Regions from separate parts of the Mus musculus genome. Here region 2 is linked to region 1. A link is a contact called in public promoter capture Hi-C data. All regions are on one chromosome and are shown on one strand. The core of a region is the stretch at or near the end of the contact, and the rest is flanking DNA. Distances in the headings are between cores, read along the strand shown.

What was found. Promoter capture Hi-C pulls out the DNA fragments that hold promoters and counts their contacts.
Region 2: a contact with region 1 is called in a promoter capture Hi-C map of 3T3-L1-derived adipocytes, with 2.7 times the contacts expected there. The contact joins the promoter of Taf3 here to the enhancer-like site in region 1. A contact is called at or near these places in 6 of 39 promoter capture datasets (the 3T3-L1 cell line, 3T3-L1-derived adipocytes, frontonasal cranial neural crest and 2 more) and 2 of 115 datasets of contacts at active chromatin or transcription factors (the SCID.adh cell line and bone marrow-derived macrophages).

What each region holds. Positions count from the first base shown.
Region 1 is chr2:9,285,299-9,290,555 of GRCm38.p6, forward strand. No RefSeq gene overlaps it. Among named protein-coding and RNA genes, the nearest start is that of Gm13219, 64 kb to the right of the region's middle. Within about 2 kb of position 2,788, at least 5 of the 459 cell types and tissues checked have an H3K27ac peak or open chromatin away from gene starts, as enhancers often do. A contact at or near this core is called in 3T3-L1-derived adipocytes, where this site is marked.
Region 2 is chr2:10,046,368-10,051,624 of GRCm38.p6, forward strand. Taf3 (TATA-box binding protein associated factor 3) reads right to left here and starts at 2,242. Exons shown (of 7, transcript NM_027748.3): 1 at 1,868-2,242. The coding sequence starts at 2,033.

The DNA.
Region 1 (5,257 bases), core at 1,538-4,037:
TAGCTTCTACATAAGGGATCATGAAATTGCATAATTATATGTTCATATAAATATACTCCCCCCCCATAGACACATACACAAGTTCACTATAACACCAATCATCTTCTAAGAATTTATTTGACACCAAAGGAAAAATGTCCCAATCGTTTTAAACACCTAATCACAAACATGTTTGCCATTCCAGGACTGAATAGAGGATAGCAACTCCTCTATGAAACTGATGTAATGAAACCTACTACTATGCTTGCTAATTTAAAAATTGAACAAATTTTAAAAATAATTTAATTGGTAAGGCTGAGTTTGTCTTCTTACAGTAATACCTTTTCCTCAGCAAAACATTATGTAAGGCATATATTTTCATGATATTTTTCTATTTGATCCATTCAAAATGCCCCATTAAATATAAGCTTGAAAACAATACCTTGCCCAAGTTTGTACCATTGGGGCAAAGTTCACTAATGCTTCACAAAACTTCACGTAATTAAACACACCACCACACCTCGGCCTGCACTGTAATGATCACAATGTCTCGCAGACGTTTTTTTAATGAGTTTGCACTTTGCTGTACCCCCTCGTATATTTTCCTCTCCTTGCAGGCACGGGAGATGAAATTGTGATCAACATTATGAAATTGGATCACAATTATGACTTTAATCAAAACAAACCCAGCCTCATGCCATAGGTGTGGAAATCCGTTTGCTCTGCTCTCCTATTGCAGTCTGATTTTGTAATCAGCGCTGTCAGCCAAATACAGGGTGTAAATTATATGGCAAAATGAGAAGGCATGTTCCATCCTATGCCGTTGCCAGGTATGCTTCATATTTAGATATAAACAATGAGAGAAATTCACATTTCACAACAGTTGAGTCACAGCTGCCTCTGTGAACACTTGTTTATTTGCAGTTTCTCGTGATTTTTTACTCAAGATGCCTCTGGTGTGGGGTCTTCCTTCACATTTAAATTATTGCACATGCTTGTTTGATTCATTACCATGGAGTCATTGAACAAAACCCTTCCCATTGATTAAGTCTTTATCAGCTGCTCATCATGCACAGAGTAAAGTCTGGCCTGGAAGAGAAGAGGACGCAGGCAAGCTGTGGTCATGAATGTGGCTGAGCTCATTCATCTCATGCCCGGGTCCAGGGTCAACAACTGTGAGTTGTCGGCTTTCAGATATCAGAACTACATACTAGGTACCCTATTTGCCCCACAGAGACCTATTTCTCAGCACTGTGTCCAAGGATTGTCTAGGAAGCGATCAGAAGCTAACCAAATATTTCTCTCATCTATCATGATAGGCCAGACTAGAAAACCTTAAGGTGACCTTGTGATGACATCTTAACTAATGAAAGGATTCCTTGACAAGTCCGTGGATTGCTTTTAATTTCCCCATTAAAGCATTAGAACATTTTAAGAAGAGTTTTGCATTTCCGCACACTGAAAACAACGGAGGTGTGGCGGTAATTCACCGTGCTGAGGACCCTGGCCGTTTTCATTACACTGTCATTGTTTCTCACACTCGCTTACTTTCTGCAGTTTTAAAAGAGGTGTCCCATGTGATTAAGAGAGAGAATATCCATAAAATAAGTTTAGCATTTTCATTCAGAGCAACTAACTGACCCTCTGAGCGCCATGATGGAGACACCCAAAGGCGCTACTACTGTCAGACTAGAATTTTTATGTGAAATATTCTCCTGTTTTATTCTCCAGCTCTTTTCTAGCCTAGAAAATACATCTATTAATATACAATCGCTTAAATTGCCTTCTTAGTTTAATAATAATCACAAATTAATGGTGTGTAGTCACATGTCCATTTTCTTGGGGGAAAATAACCATATGCTTCAATAACTAAAACTTCTATTTCCACAAACTAATTAAAAGGCCTTGTGGCACAGTAATCAGAAAAACAGGTGTTTCATTTAGTTTCTCTCCCTTCAAGGTTGAATAACTGCAATTCAGACTTCCCCACAATTCCTTTAAAGTCAAAGAAAAGTCACACAGCCCTACTTGGCCTATCAGATGACAATGTCCTTCTGTTCCACCCCAGAATTTTGATGGAATATAAATCATAGAAAGTACACTGTTTTTATAGGACAACATGTTAAATTATGAGTGTTATTTTTCACAGCAGATTTTTAGCTCCCCCAAAGAAAAGCGATGCCAAAGTGCTTATTTTTCTCCTTGATAAACTGAGAATATGAGTATATATAAAATATCCATATATTGAATCTTCAAAGAGACGTGACTCTCTGTAAAAGATATGCTCCATTCCTAACCCAGAAATAACTATCTTATCAAAACCACATCTCTAAGGCCAGATCTCCTGAGTTCAGGGTGCATTACGCACTTTATAAGGCACACAGTAACTTTTGGAAGGCTTCAGCCTTCCTCCTGCCGTTAATTATTTAGACTCTGACATATTGCAATAAAACATTTCATCAAGCACTCCAGTCCAGGGAACGATAGGCATCAACACTGTATTGGTAATGCAAAATAAATGGATCGGGGTTGAAAATAATGAGTTTGGTGGATTACATCTGTCACTGTGAATTATTATTGTTGAACATAATAGGGCAGAGCACTACAAAAATAAAGCGTGTCTTCTCTAGTTAAAGGTGAGACAACCACCTCTAATGAGATACAGAAGTTCAAGTGTGAGTTATTAATTATGTACACAAAAGGTTTATCGGCTTGCCCAATCTTACATTTTTGTATGTATATAACGATAGAACAGAAAGTTCCCATTGCTAAAGCTGGTGATAGTTCACAGCAGTCTCTTGCCAGAAACTGGAGAAGACACTCTGCTTGGCCATAGTCGACCGTGCAAGGGGAAAAAAAAAACTGAATGTGTGACGAAGCACCAGCCCAGCAGACCCTCAATTGGCTCTGTTCTGGCCACCAGCTTGCTCTATGATGCATGTTTCACTTGTAAGAGCATTGCCTTTACCAAAGCACCTTTGAATTCAACATTGGATTTCATATAGTTTTTACTCTGTACATAATAGGTTTTTAATTGGCTGAATTTGGTATCTTGATCATTCTATAGCTAGAAAGCTTGAGGGGGCCTTCTGTGAAGAATAATCCAAGCTGCCTCTCAGTAAAGCCCTCATTAGTGGAAAGAAGTCAATGTCTGTTATTCAGGAGAATACTTGAGGCAATACTTGATTTCATTAGCTCATGCGGCCTCCTCAGAGCAGGAGGAAACACAAACCACCATGCCTGAAAAAATAGTCTTTTGCAAAATTGTGACCAGAAAACTCTATATTCTTGACCAACTATTATAAATACTTTAGTGTATATGTTCATTATTACTTTAGGGAGCATATAATATTCTGCAACAAACTCATCGTTTGATAAACGTATTTGTTGCTATACTGTTAAATTAATTCTAGGAATTTTAAATGTATTTTTATGTATTTGTGTGAAATATATGCTGGATGCATGTGTGTATCCCTGGAAGTCAAAAAGAGTGTTAAATCCTATCTACAGGTAGAGTTACAGGCAGTTGTGAGCCCTCAGTACTGGAGCTGGGAACCAAATAGGCTTTTCCTTAAGAGTAGTGTGGAGCTACTAACCGCTAAGCCATATCTTCAGACCACCTCCTCTTTAATAATTTGCATTATTTCAGGATTGTTAAATAATTCCAAAATATGAATCCTTCATGTGCCTCTTTGTGTATATATCTAAGCATTTTAGTACCCTGTGAGACTGGGATATAATGTTTGCAAATTTGAATAAGAAAATATAATTGGTAACAGTTCCTTGATATGAAGAGTTCCTAATATTGTGAGGCACAAATTGGGCACCATGAACCTACATGGATGGACATTTGACAACAGTAACCAAAAGAATATGGTCCTATTGAAAGACACTAAGCAGCAAAGCCTAAGAGGAGACCAAAAATATTTGAAGACGTTATTTACAAGCTGCAAGTAACCAGCTCTTGTGAGAGCTACCAAAGGGTAGAAATGTTTCTCTATATTCTTTAAAATAAAACATAATCATGGAGCTGGCAAGATGGCTCAGTGGATTGAGACACTTGCAACCATAATGAAACTACCTGATTTCAGACTTCAGAATCCACGTGGTAGAAAGAGCCAACTACTGAAAGTTATCTTCATATCTCCATATATGTTCCAGGGCACATGCACATGCATGTGCACACACATACACAACTTTATAACCTCATATAGGCAAAATATATAAATACAGAAATTAAGAAGTAAGCATGGGGAAACAAAGCCAAGGAAATCAGAAATCCCTGTTTCTTAAAAGGAAAGCTAAGCTAACGAGCCACGAGTGGATTACACATAATCTGAGAATACAGTTTCTTTCTTTTCCTGCTTCTCATGTAAGGAACAACTATGAGGAAAAGGAGTCAGAATGAAACTCAATGTCATCCATTTGGATAAACTTGAGAAGTCAAGCATGGAGAAAATGTTGCTGGTGAGTGATACAAAGCAAGACTATTGATAGGTGAGAAAAGCTTGCTGGAAGGAGTTTGGATGCTGCTGTTCTCAGGAGCATGGAAGTCCTTCACAGCTTCAAGCTTTCCTGCTTTGGTGGGATGATGGCAATGCATAGGGAATTTTCCCAAATCCTCAAGAAATAAATAGCTTTGGTACACTAGCCAATATTGTGCATGGCCACTATAGACAAATAAGCTCAATTGTACACATGGCTTCTACTGTTTCTAGATTATAGATCATAGATAAATATACATTTGCATTAATACTGTTTGAATTAGGCTATTCATAAATACTGTTTTCTAATTTATCTCACAGATGGCATCCCTCAGCTAAAGACACTGCTGGGAAATGGTGCCATTGTACCATGGAGACAAATGAGATAAAAACAACAGCTGAAAATTTGGTGAATTAAAAAATCTATATTTGGCTGATCCTGTGCCACAGCACTCCATACCCAGATACCACCAGGAGAGAACGAGTCTCCCATGAGTGCTGACATACCTGTGAGCACAAATAAGAACACCACTTCTGTTCAAATGCCTGGCCCAAAAGGGACCCTCCCAGAGCCATCAGGACATAGGAACCAAGGACTAGCTGGGGACAGGATCCTTCCAGTTTCAGTCTGCACCCTGGAACTGACCCTGTGCCACAGCTCTCCATACCCAAATTCCTCCAGGAGAGAACTGGTCTCCCAAGAGTAATGACACGAAGACTTGTAGGAGGGACAAGCCACTGTCAGGGACAGCAAGACAAGCTAACACCAGATATAACCAGATGGTGAGAGGCAA
Region 2 (5,257 bases), core at 992-3,491, 760 kb after region 1:
TGCTTGAATCCATGAACTACCTGGCATGGAAGGTAACTATGTATTCAGGGGATATTTTCAGAACCCAAAAGGTATACATCTGCCTTTAGTTCAGGAACTAGGTAACAAAATATAATCTATCTTAAACATAATAGTAACAATATACTGAAGGTCAATGGAGAAGGGGCTTGAAGGTAAGGAAGCAACAGCTAGACGATCATTCTACCACCACACACGTTAAATCAAGCACTCAAAAAGATGTGCATTTTAGGAATTCATTCACTAAGTCTTTTGTGGACTACCCATTAATTTACTAGCCAACTGTTTCCTATTTGGAACAACCCTAGGGTGACACAAATCAGGATGCTCCAATCAGTTAGCACAGTAGGTACTAGAGTAATACAAATACAATCAAGGGTGCTCCAATCAGCACATTAGGTACTTACGCAGAATATGAATATAATCAATTTATCTTCTGGGTCAGGGTACACATATACACAAACAATTACAAAATAAGATAAATAGGATCTGATTTGTTGGGGTTTCATTATTTTGTTAGGAATGGCATTTGGAGTCTTGAAGGTATGGCGAATCTATAGGCCCTCACTTTAAAAGTAGGAACCACTGTAGCAGAACAAATTACTCTATAAAACACTTCATTTAGTTATCCAACTTGCCACCTTAAACGTCATATCTTGGAATTTAAATGAACGTTATAATCCCCGCCCCCCCCCACACACACACACACTCATACATCAGTAAAAATCACACATCTATAAAATGATCTGTACCTTCTACAAATCATTAAATACCACCGGGTAAAGACACTACTGGGCATTCACTTAAAAGTCAATACACTGTCCCCAGATTCTATGTCTCAAGTTCCTCCCGTGGGGCTGGCTTCTAGTTGTGGGGACATCCCATAAGTAGTTTCAAGAGGGAAACTGGGTATTACTTGGCCACCAGGATTCAGCCCTAGTTTCAACTGCAGTCCTCCATGTGGGACCGTCCCCACTCTCCTAGAACACACCTGAAAGGGCTGGAGCCCTGAAGAGGGGCAACACGGAGGACTGTGCTATCTTTACTCACTCCCAAAACATACACAGGAGCCTTTAATCTCATTAAAGAGACATGAACCAGAAAAAAAAAAGTTAATACATACTGCGACACTGAGTACCCGGAAAACCTCCCAAATTACCGAGTGATGCTTCCCATCACACTTAGATCAACACTAACAGAAGAGCATAGAGGAAGGACGCCGTGCGTAACTGAGATGCTTATTGAAAGGTATTCAGCGAAATCGACAAAACCTGCCTTGAAAAGTAGTAGGCGAAGTCTGTGAAACGAACAGATAGAGAGGGGAGAAAAAAAAAAAAAAAAGGCAGCGACCCTGACTGAGCGGAGCTGTCAACGAGTCTATTTGGGAGCTCAGGAATGGCCAGCCTTGTAAGAAACGGCCGGTAGACGGAGCGCCTGTGACAACTAGTTGTAGTAGTTTGCGAGCAAGGGAGGCAAAAGACCAAGGTGAGCGAGGTGGAGAGCATTCTGGGGGTGGCTCTGGCCGCAGCCGACCCGAGACAATGAGAGAGACCGAAGCACTGGTCCAGGAGCAGCATCGGTGAGAGGGTGTGTGGCTGCGAGCCGGGACCCCGCTTCCCTGCCGGTGGCGGGAAGTTAGCGGATGAGGAAGAGGCACCTAAGGGATGACTGGAGTTCGCAGGAGACGGTGGAAGCCCCCCAGACGGTCGGAGTCTGAGAGGATCCCCATGTCGAAGCCGGCTTCGGAACGCCACCCCTGCAGGGGATGCCCAAAGGGGTCCGGAGGGGCAAAGGTGTCACTCGTGACCGGCTTGGGGCAGCCCTCCCGCAACCCAGCCCCAGTACTCACAGAGTTCAGAGTACCGATGGCAGCCCCGGCCCAGCTGCTGCAGATAGCGCTGCAGGACGTCGGTGAGGAGGTGGCAGGCGCTGAGCTGCACCGAGTCCCAGCCCAGCGCCTGGCAGATCTGCGCCACCGAGACCCTCAACAACGACCTAGAGTAACTCTCGCACATCCCGCTGCGTGGACGCCACCGCAGCCCTTCGCTGCCACTGCTCTCCAGCCCTGCCGCCTCGCCTCAGCAGAGCCCCCGATTCATTCTCTGGGGGCCCCGCGGCGGGGAAATCGTCCCCCCTCCGACCCGGAGCGACCACCTCAAAGCCTCAGCAGCACGGAGCGCGCCAGCCTGAGAGCCGCCATTTTGGACTCGCTCCGCCTCCCGCTGGACGGCCGCCGGGGCGAGGCAGTACGAGCAGAAGGCCGAGAGATAGGCGGCCCAGGCTCCGCCCAGTGGGAGGAGAGCGATCGTCTCGGGATCGACTCTAGAGCCTGGACGCCGGCCGGAAGCCGAGTGACTGGGCGCAGGTGGAGTCTGCGCCTCCCTGACAACAGGTGCCGGTGTCTTTCTCTCCCCGCTGATGGAAAAGTAAGAGGTGACCCTCGGTGTGTTCAGGGGCAAACCAGGGAGGCAGTGGAATGTTAAGGACTTAACATCGATAATGTTGATAGAGATTCAAGTGTGAAACTAGAGAATTGGGAATATAAGCTACTCCGCAGAACGCGGATTCGATTGTTTTCCTTTACTTAAATCTAAAAAAGTAAAAACGAAATTAAAAGATGAAAGATAGTATTCAGAATGAAATAGTGGCCACTTGGGAGGTTTGAGTGAAATCCAAGATGTTCACTCAGGAGGCTGAGGCAATCATAAGCTAGAGGCCAACTAGAGTCACCGAAAAACCGAAAAAGACTCCGGCTCTAAAAAAAACAATCAGAGCTAATAAACTCATGTTGTTCATTGTGTCGTTCAATGCTCTTCATAATATGGCTGGTTTTAAGGAAAAATGCCTACGTGTTCAATTAGTGGGAACTGCCCCCCTCTTCCCCAGTAGTGAGCAAGATATTATTTTAGTGCAGTTTATAGCTAGTTCTAGTTTGCGTCTTACTAGTCACAATACGTAGTCTATCCAAGACGTGGAGAATGCAGTTCCCTACAGAGGTCGAATACTCTGTAAATCCTTGAGACTGGTTTTGTCCAGAGAATGCTTGCTTGCCTTTCCCAGGGCTTCTTCCAGCCCTAGTTGCATTTTGCCTGACGGTAACAGAAACTGTGATGAGATGATAAATAGGTTTGGTTGAAATAGTGGGTTGTCCCGTCCGTCCATCCCGTCGTCCGCCCCCGCCCGCCCCCCCCCCCCCGTGAGTCTCAATCTTGTTATGTTGCAACATCTGCCCTTAGACTTTTGGGACTGAAGTGAGCCTCCACAGTAACTGGCACTTTGGGCAACTGCTGGTAGACCCTGATTAATAATCCCAGTGCTGGGCAGGCAGAGGGAGGCAGATACCTGAGTTCAAGGCCAGCCTGGTCTACAGAGCTAGTTACAGAACAGGAAAAAAAGTTTCAAATTAAAGCCAAACCAATCCCAGTGACTACTGAGTTAAACCAAACCTACTTCGGCTATATTTAACTACTCCATTTCTTAGTTGTGCCTGCCATATCTACCATTGACTATTCAGTATATAAGTTTATGTGCCCTCTCCAATAAATTGTTTCTAGGCAGCTGTGATGGCTAGTCTCAGTTGTCAACTTTAGTACATCTGGAATCAACTAAACCCCAAATGACTGGGCACACTTGCGAGAGATTTCTTTTCTTAATTAAATCTCTTGTAGTGGAAAGACACACTTCTAGTCTGGGTCTTTGACGTGGGACTATCCATCTTTAATCTGGCCCACATCTTCTGCTGGCAGCTTATATAAAACACATAAAAGAAGGAAGCTTGCTTTCTCTTCGCCTGCTTGCCTTCACTCCAGCTCACAAGTGCATTCTGTCACGGGAAGTAGAGGCTACTTCTTTGGGATTCCAGAGTATACTGAAGATCAGCTGAGACATCTAGCCTCTTGGACTAAACAACTTCTGAATTCTTGGACCTTGTTTGTAGGCAGCCATTGTTGGGTTAACTGGACCATAGCCTATAAGTCATTGTAATAAATCCCCTTCTTAAAGTCTTGAGAGCCCAATAAATCTGAAACCATGTTAGTTTTGACAAATGGCAGTCTGGAGAGAAGCATCGACACTCAGTCCATTGGGAGTTCTGTGCCCAAGTGTCAGGAGCCTGTTTGATGCAAAATCACAAGGATACTTTTCATCTCGTCTCGGGCCTTAATTGAACATTTTTAATTTTTTTGTTGTTTTTTTCCAGACAGTGTTTCTGTGGAGCTCTGGCTGTCCTAGAACTCTAGAGCAGGCAGGCCTCAAACTCAAATATCTGCCTCCTTCTGCCTCCCAAGTTCTGAGACTAAAGGTGTGTGTCACTGTGCCTAGCTCATTTTTAGAACTGTTTCATAACATTGAACATTTCCTTAATTTGAAACTCATACCTTGGATTCCCTTCCCCTACTACCTCTTTATTTGCCTGAGTGTAGTGGAAAAAATTCAAAACTACAGAAAAGCTGAAACAAACAAGATTCATGGATTATTAACATTTTGCCACATTTACTATATATGGAAATATTTTAATTAACTTATACTCACCTTTTCCAAGAACAGCTTGAAAATAAGCTGCAAACCTCATGCCACTTAAGTCTGAAAAGCTGAGCATTTATCCTCCGAAACCAGCACCGTTCCCTGTGTAACCATATGTATGACCATATGGCCACGACTCTGGTTTCCCAGGAAGCTAAGTGTGGGATGGAGGGAACTCTACAGCAGGTTTATCTGGGAGCACTCTTGGGACACCAAATGTGGGAGGGAAGGAGTGGGAGCCAGGCAGATACACTGTCAAGGAAGGCCTCAGCCAATCTCAGGGTGCTTGCTGAAACTCTTGGACCTTTAACATTGCCAAATTCATAGGTGATTTGTGTAGACTTTGCAGGAAAGGGTGTGTGAACTTAGGCCAATGTACTGTTTACAGCTGAGTCAGTTCCATGGAAGGCTTAAGTCCTTGAGAGCTGAGGAGCTCGGTACTATCCTATTAATATTCAGCATACGTCTTCTGTTTCTCCTTTGCTCTCTTTCTTGGTGTAAATCTGAAGAACAGCTCTTTCAGAGGTGGTGGGGGTTCTCCTCTGAGAACATCATTAAAAAGGAAAACCAGGAACTGTTACCACTCTCCCTACTGCGGATGGGCCCCGTGTCTATTTCCAGTGGCTTGCTCAGACCTTGTGTGTAAGGGAGGGCTCTGAGTCCTAGGCTTCCATATCCTTTCTAGATTGTGGCTGCTGACCTTGTCAATTCACCCTCA